2 separate regions of the Drosophila melanogaster genome follow, and region 2 is linked to region 1. The links are chromatin contacts, called in public Hi-C maps. All regions are on one chromosome and are shown on one strand. Each heading gives the region's core, a stretch centred on a gene start, on an enhancer-like site or on the middle of the called end of the contact. The rest is flanking DNA. Distances are from core to core; before and after follow the strand shown. Region 1 holds the start of lncRNA:SMRG (Scutellar Macrochaetes Regulatory Gene). Region 2 holds the start of CG11095.

What was found. Hi-C and Micro-C count contacts between places; a contact is called where the count stands out from the background.
Region 2: a contact with region 1 is called in a Hi-C map of the Kc167 cell line, with 5 times the contacts expected there. The contact joins the promoter of CG11095 here to the promoter of lncRNA:SMRG in region 1. A contact is called at or near these places in 1 of 107 Hi-C or Micro-C datasets (the Kc167 cell line) and 1 of 6 datasets of contacts at active chromatin or transcription factors (the Kc167 cell line).

What each region holds. Positions count from the first base shown.
Region 1 is chrX:12,678,942-12,682,277 of dm6, reverse strand. lncRNA:SMRG (Scutellar Macrochaetes Regulatory Gene) reads right to left here and starts at 1,591. Exons shown (of 1, transcript NR_167813.1): 1 at 1-1,591. Tis11 (Tis11 zinc finger protein) reads right to left here. Exons shown (of 4, transcript NM_001272561.2): 4 at 1-3,336. The coding sequence ends at 3,038.
Region 2 is chrX:13,810,055-13,813,390 of dm6, reverse strand. It overlaps CG11095, which reads right to left and starts at 1,707. Exons shown (of 2, transcript NM_132699.3): 1 at 1,346-1,707; 2 at 521-1,279. The coding sequence starts at 1,632. The coding sequence ends at 715. inaE (inactivation no afterpotential E) reads right to left here. Exons shown (of 15, transcript NM_176727.3): 15 at 1,898-3,336. It overlaps Clic (Chloride intracellular channel), which reads left to right. Exons shown (of 4, transcript NM_132700.4): 4 at 1-420.

The DNA of each region.
Region 1 (3,336 bases), core at 342-2,841:
GGCGGATATCAATGAAAAATATTATGGTATATGGTTATATAAATAACGAACAAAATATATATATATAAATAGTGTATAATTCAACTGGCATTACATTTCTTGTTTTCCTCTGTTTATCGATCGTTCAAGAGTACCAACCACATTTCAGTTTAGTTTACTTAATGATTTTCTTAGAAGGAAGACGACTTGGATAAGAGTTAAGAGTAGGGTTTCATTCCGATAAGGCCACGTTTGCTTCATGTGTGGGGCACGGATTTAATTTAGTTGTGTTTTGCTTTTCTTTGTTTGTTGTACAAAGGGAAGAACGCGTTAAAAAAAAAAATATAAGAATAATCATCATGATGATAACCAAAGCTCAGGTCTAAGTTAGGCTTTTTAAAAAATTAATTAGAGCAAAAAAACAAAATATTATATATAAGTATGTTAAATATAGGTATTACAGTAAACTTTTGCACGCTGCCATAACATTCCAATCGGTTCAATTTCGATTGCAATACGTATTGGAGTACGAAAACAATGGGTTTTTTTGCGATGGGAAGTAAAAATCAAAGTAAGCCGAAAGTATAATAAAATAGACTTTAATATAATAATAAATAATTAATATGCCTTTTGCACTCCGTCTCTGCGTTTCCTTTTCCATTTCCACAAGACTATACATAATTTGTGTTTGTGTGTATTTAATTTATACATAATATTAACGATAAGGCACTTTGAGAATTATTTACCCCCCTCGTTTGTGGTGCACACAAATTGATAAACACACTTGGAATTTGCTCTTTCACCGGCCGTTTGTTTGTTTGTTTTTTGTATTTTTTTTGTGCTTTAAGTCATGCTTAAAATTTTTGCTGCTGTTGGTCGTAATGTAACTTAAATACGCCTAGTGAAAGAGATAATAATAAATAGGAGTAATTATATATTTGATTTAGTTTGATTTGAATTGCATTTCAGCAATTGTTTCAATATAAATTATTTGCACAAAAAAAAAAAAGGTCGCTGTATACGGATTACAGTTTACATATTTATACATATAAATTTCAATAGGTCAGAAAATGTGTACAAAATAATTTAAATATTTGTATTAAGTTTCTATTTTGTTTGCTCAGTTTAGTTTAGTATTTAAATTTCTAACACTGTACTCAGATTGCTTTTTGTTTTTTTTTCGCTTTCCGGCCTTTTATAAATCGCTTTTTCTTTCAATTTTACCGACGCATACAAAGATCGACATTCGTATGGTTTTCCCTACATAAATATTTTAAATAAGCTTTTTTTTGTTAAGGTTTTTCCTTTCCTTTTTCCGTTTTTTTATTACATATGCATTTACTTCATTATCATCGACGTAAGCATAATTATAATATGGTTTTATATAAGTTTTATATAAATAAAGGCTCTCTCATAACACTAAAATTATATAACTGCACCCAAAAATAGAAGAAATCAAGAAGAAGTTGTAAAATAAATTAAATAAAAATAATATATAATAAACAAAATGATCTGTCGCATATACCATATAAAAAACATAAAATTATCAATGGTCAAAATATGTGTGTGTGTGTGTGTGTGTATGTGTGTGTGTGTCTGAGTGTGTCGCATGTGTTGTTTTCATAAATTATTAACATTAATTGCATATAAAATATATCTGGTATGTTTTATGTAAATAGATGTGAAAATAAATTATGGTGTTTAAAAATCAGCATTTCCATTTCATAGATCGATTTTAAAGAGTACAAAAAAAATCGTAGTCATTCAAACAAAAAATATATATATCAAATCAATGACAAAATTCCATTAAAAATGTCCTCTCAAAATGAAAAATTGTTGGTTGCTCGTTGGTTGTTGTTTTTGTTGTTGTGATTAGTTGCACGATTTGCAGAGGTATATCATCAATAATATTCATATCATTCAAGATCATCATTTAAACGTAATCATAGAGTAATTGGTAATTATAATTTATTATCTTTATCAAAATATTAACTCTCGTATGTACATAACGTTTTCTATTACATAATTTTTTAGCAAAAATAATAAATTAAAGAATTTTCGTAGCTTTCTTTCTGTCCGTCTATCGTTCTCATATGAATTGGATCGATTGATTGATTGATTGATTAATTGGCTTGGCTTGGCTTGGATTGGAAGACATCGGACCAACTCTCTATCTCGCTCTCTATTTATCCACATCAAAAGTTATATATACACAGGTGGTGGCCAAATATGCATATATATATATATATATATATATACATATCTATATATATATATACAAGCAGCCGGTAATCAATTTTTACATGAGACCTATCCAAAGTGTGTGCCGTATAAGTATTGAACAAAAGCGACAGGTGTGCGTGTGCATGGGTTTTACTAATGGATGCACTGCAGTAGTTTCTATAAATGCAGGAACGATTTTCACATTCGTCGTTGGCCGTGGGGTTTGTTGATTTGATTTGAGCAACATTCGCTGAAGATTCCCAAATAGTCCTTTTCGTTATCTCCGTCTTTGTATCTTGTCCAGTTCATAAGAATGTTTTGTTTAGCTATAGCATTCATGCTAGCTATGTTTTTTTTTTTTTGTTTTCTTTTTGTTAGTTTTTAGTTTTTAGTATTTAGTTATAGTTTAAGATCATCGTTTGCTTGGATTGTTTGTTTGTCATTTACGTATCTATCTAACTAATTGTCCCGTAGTAGTCCGTAATTCGGTCCTTCTCATATAACGATTATTGTATAACGATTACGTTTGACTGTCACAGCAATGAGAGAATTGATATCAAGGATCGGTTCATAATTAAGGGGTGTCTGTGTTTGGCGTATACTTGATATACACTTATTCTGCAACGAAGTTACGCCACCGGAAATCCATTTGCCTTGGCATATTTGCGTTTCAAATTGGACTGCGAGAGTAGTTTTGTTTTCAGTTTCCATGGTTTGGTCGTTACTGAGATTTTGTCAAGGATGCTGGTTTGTTGATGGAGGGATGCTTGGATGGGCGTGAGTTGGATGCTGGATGGTGTTTCAATTCAATTTTGTTTCGCAGACTGCCACGCGTTTAGAGTCCCAAATTGGACTGCTGCTGGTAGGCCTCCACACCGGAGCTGAGACGGTTGAAAACCGGCAACCTGGGCGTATCCTCCTGCTGCATCGGTGTGCTGACGCTCTTCTGCAGGAGCTGCTTGCTGCCAACGCTATTGTTGCCCGCTCCAGATCCACTGACCACCACATCGTACGGTGGCGGTGTATGCACTGGCGATATGGGCACATTGGGGCTCTCCGGCGGTGTAGCCGGTCCATGATGTCCCATTCCCAAGCCCTGACCGATGATCATGCCCTGGCCGATGCCCATGCTCA
Region 2 (3,336 bases), core at 458-2,957, 1.1 Mb before region 1:
TTGTTTGCTTAATTAATATTAAAACATTTGTGTTTGACATACAGATGTCCACAGGCAAACGCATGAATATAATTACGTAGCTCGCTGTCAATTAAAATGTATCGATCGCCTGAAGGAGCGCTTCCCGTTCCTTTAAAATGTTTATTTTAATTTATAATTTTTTATTCTGCAAGGAGCTTTTTTGTTGTATTCGAAGACAAATCTTTTTTTTCTATTGCAAAATTATGATTTTGAATTTTTTTTTGCTCCCTGGCGAAAGTTTTCCATTTTGTTCGCTTTTAATTTTTATTTAAATATTTTATTTTATCATAACAAGAAAAACAAAACAAAAAAAAAAAAAAAGAAAATTAGAGGAGGAAATGAAGAGTATTTTTTGTATTTAAGTGAAAATTACAAATAAAAAAAAAACACAAAAAGACAATTATTGCCTTTTACTTAACATGTTCATTTCATGATAAGCCTTATCAAAGATATAAATCATTAAATGGCATCGTCTTAGCTCGAATAAAGAGCTCCTCTTCGATTTCAACATAATGGTCAACAGTTTTATTATAAATCTCTCCGAGAATTAACAATTAACGCGTACACTAAAACAAAGAACACCATCAGAATTGGCCAATTGTTCGGTTCGAGCGAAGCACATTTGGCCCAATCACAGTACCAGATTGTTGCTAGCCTGAGTAGGATTACGGTCGGCGGATCGCGGATGTCTCGTCAGGTGCGCATCGAGGGATCCCCGGCGGAGTGCTCGCGATGATGCGGCAGCTTGGGCGGTAGCTTAAAGGGCCGAATGAACTTGATGTTCGTCTTGAGGCAATCGGGCAGCAAATTGGGTGGCAGCAGGCAGTGCAGGAAGAGGTGCGTCAGATAGCCGGTGATGCCCCAGATGCGATAATGGTCTACAACAAATACTGGACCGCTGTAGCCGCTACGAAACTGTGTGTGCCTGGTGGCCTTGGGCAGCATTAGCGAAGTGAGCGGCACACTAAACGCCTCCTCCACCTCCTCCCAGTTGAGACGCAGCTCGGAGAGGCTAAAGTCCGGCACCACGCCCACCACTGGCACAATCGACGAGGTCCTCGGCAGCTGTAGCTGCTTGGCCTCGCCCCACACCTGGATGCGATGGCGCGGTAGGCCGATCTCCTCCTCTGTTTCGCGCAGCGCACAGTCCACGTAGCTCGAGTCGTGATCATCGCGCCTTCCGCCCGGAAAGGAGATCTGAAAGCTGTGGCTGCGCAGGTGTCGCGATCGTCGGGTGTATAGTAGGGATATTTCATTCCTGAAAGAGCAAAGCGATGCAGCTTATTCAAATGGTCGCATTCCTAGTTTAACTGGCTATACTGACGTGCCGCGCTCCTGGCAGAGGGCGATAAGAACCGCGGATGTCTGCTTTTCCCGGCGACTGGGCGTGAGCGCCTTGGGACGCGGGAATGCCGGCAGGCTGCGCATCTTCTCCATGCACCTGCGCTGCGATTCCGGTCCGAGGAGCTGGTCGGCAGTGATCGACTGGTCGACATCCGGCGGTTTCGAGGACGTGGCGGATGCGGCGCTTGAGCAGGAGGTGACCAGATGGCGGTTCAAGTGCAACAGTAGCTGCGGCACTGTGCGACTCGCCTGGGCAATCAGGGACATCGTTTTTGGCTATAGAACACCGAATCGAGCAATGATGTAAACAAATGCGAACGCAACGAACTTTGGAATTGGACAAAAAACCAAAACAGAGCCGTTAACAGCCGATAGTGTACTGTTGTGCGCCACAGTGAGCTGTTAGCGGTTAACAGTGCGGTGAACTCAACCACTTTCAAAATACCATATTCCAACTAAGCAAAAAACCGTTACACTTTAAAGTTTGAAGTTTTTTGTGCCATTTTCCTAATCAACGACATTACAGAGTATTCATTTTTTAAAACGTTTTATTAAAATTTCTCGTCGCTTGGGGCTTGGCTGCACAAAAAAATATATATTTATATATCTGTATATAAATATACATATTGCATTTAGTTAATAGTAAACGCTTGTGTGTTAATGCTAAATGTTGTTCCTTAGGTAATCGGTATGCAAAATGTTAGATTCCTTGTGAGTTCCTTTAATTTGTAATCAACTGGTTTTGTGTATGTATCGCTTGTGTGAAAGCAATGGCAACGGCATAATTGTCGACTTTGGGCTGAAATCGCATCTGTGTGTCCAGGTGAAGGTACTGCTTGCAACTTACAACTATTAAACGTTACTTTCGTTATTGCCGGCAGCCTGTTTGGCTGCCAATCCTCCGGCGGCCACGCGCGTGCGGGTAAATTTACTAATGGACGTGGGCGATGCGGAAGCGGAGGCGACAGCGGCAGCAGCGTCCAAACGGAGACTATTCCCGGCCGGATAGACGCAGCCCTTGGCCCGACGTCGTCCCGCCGGAGAGCCGGTACACCTATCACCGATTTGTACTAGGCTAGGCAGATCCTCGCTCCGGGAGAAGACGAACTCCTCGGACGAGAGCCGTTTCCTCACCCGGCCACCAACCACATCCGGTCGTTTGCCATTGCTGAGCGGCGATGGTGAGGCTGGGGCCACCAAAGCCGGTGTCTCTATCGCGCTGCCACCGCCAAGAACGGGAAAATGCGATTCCAACACGCCGGGCCGTATGAGTATCTCCTCCAGGTGGTTGCCAGACGCCCCAGTGCCACCGTTCTGCCGAGCCGGTGTGGCAAACTGTTCCAGCGATGAGCTGGCACTGTAGAAACTAGTATCTGTGGAGCCCAATCCCATGGCGGCACCACCACAACCCCCGGAAATCTCTGTGCCGCACTTCCCGTGCTCCGAGCGAGTACAGCAGCCACGCTGGACATCCCGATCGCAGGGACAGTGTGGACACAGTCGCAGGCAGTCCGCGTCCGTCAGGATATCGCTATCGCTGAATGTCAACTTCTTGGCGGGCTGCGTTTGCCTCGTCGCATCGGGATCCCCGTCCAGCGGATCGGCGGACTTGGAACTCTGCACCGCATTGGCACCGTGCGGCAGCTGCAATCTCTGTAGGCTGTGGGCCGACGCAGACTCAAAGCTATCGTCGCTGGAGTCCAGACTATGCGCCGCTGGCGATTGATCCGGAAAGATGCGCGGAAAGGTGATGAACACACGACCCAGCCGTTTGTACTGATCCAGATTTCTGGTGTCCTCTGCACAGCCAGCAAGATTCTCGCTGAACTTGGGCGCCCGCCTCATAACCTTGGGCGTATGCAGCTGCGACTCGAAGATGTCCTCGAGTGGCACCTTCGGACCGCCAACGCCCACGCCCATGTGCTGCAGATAGCGCTCAATGCTGTTGGCCAGGCTAATGGGTACGCTGGT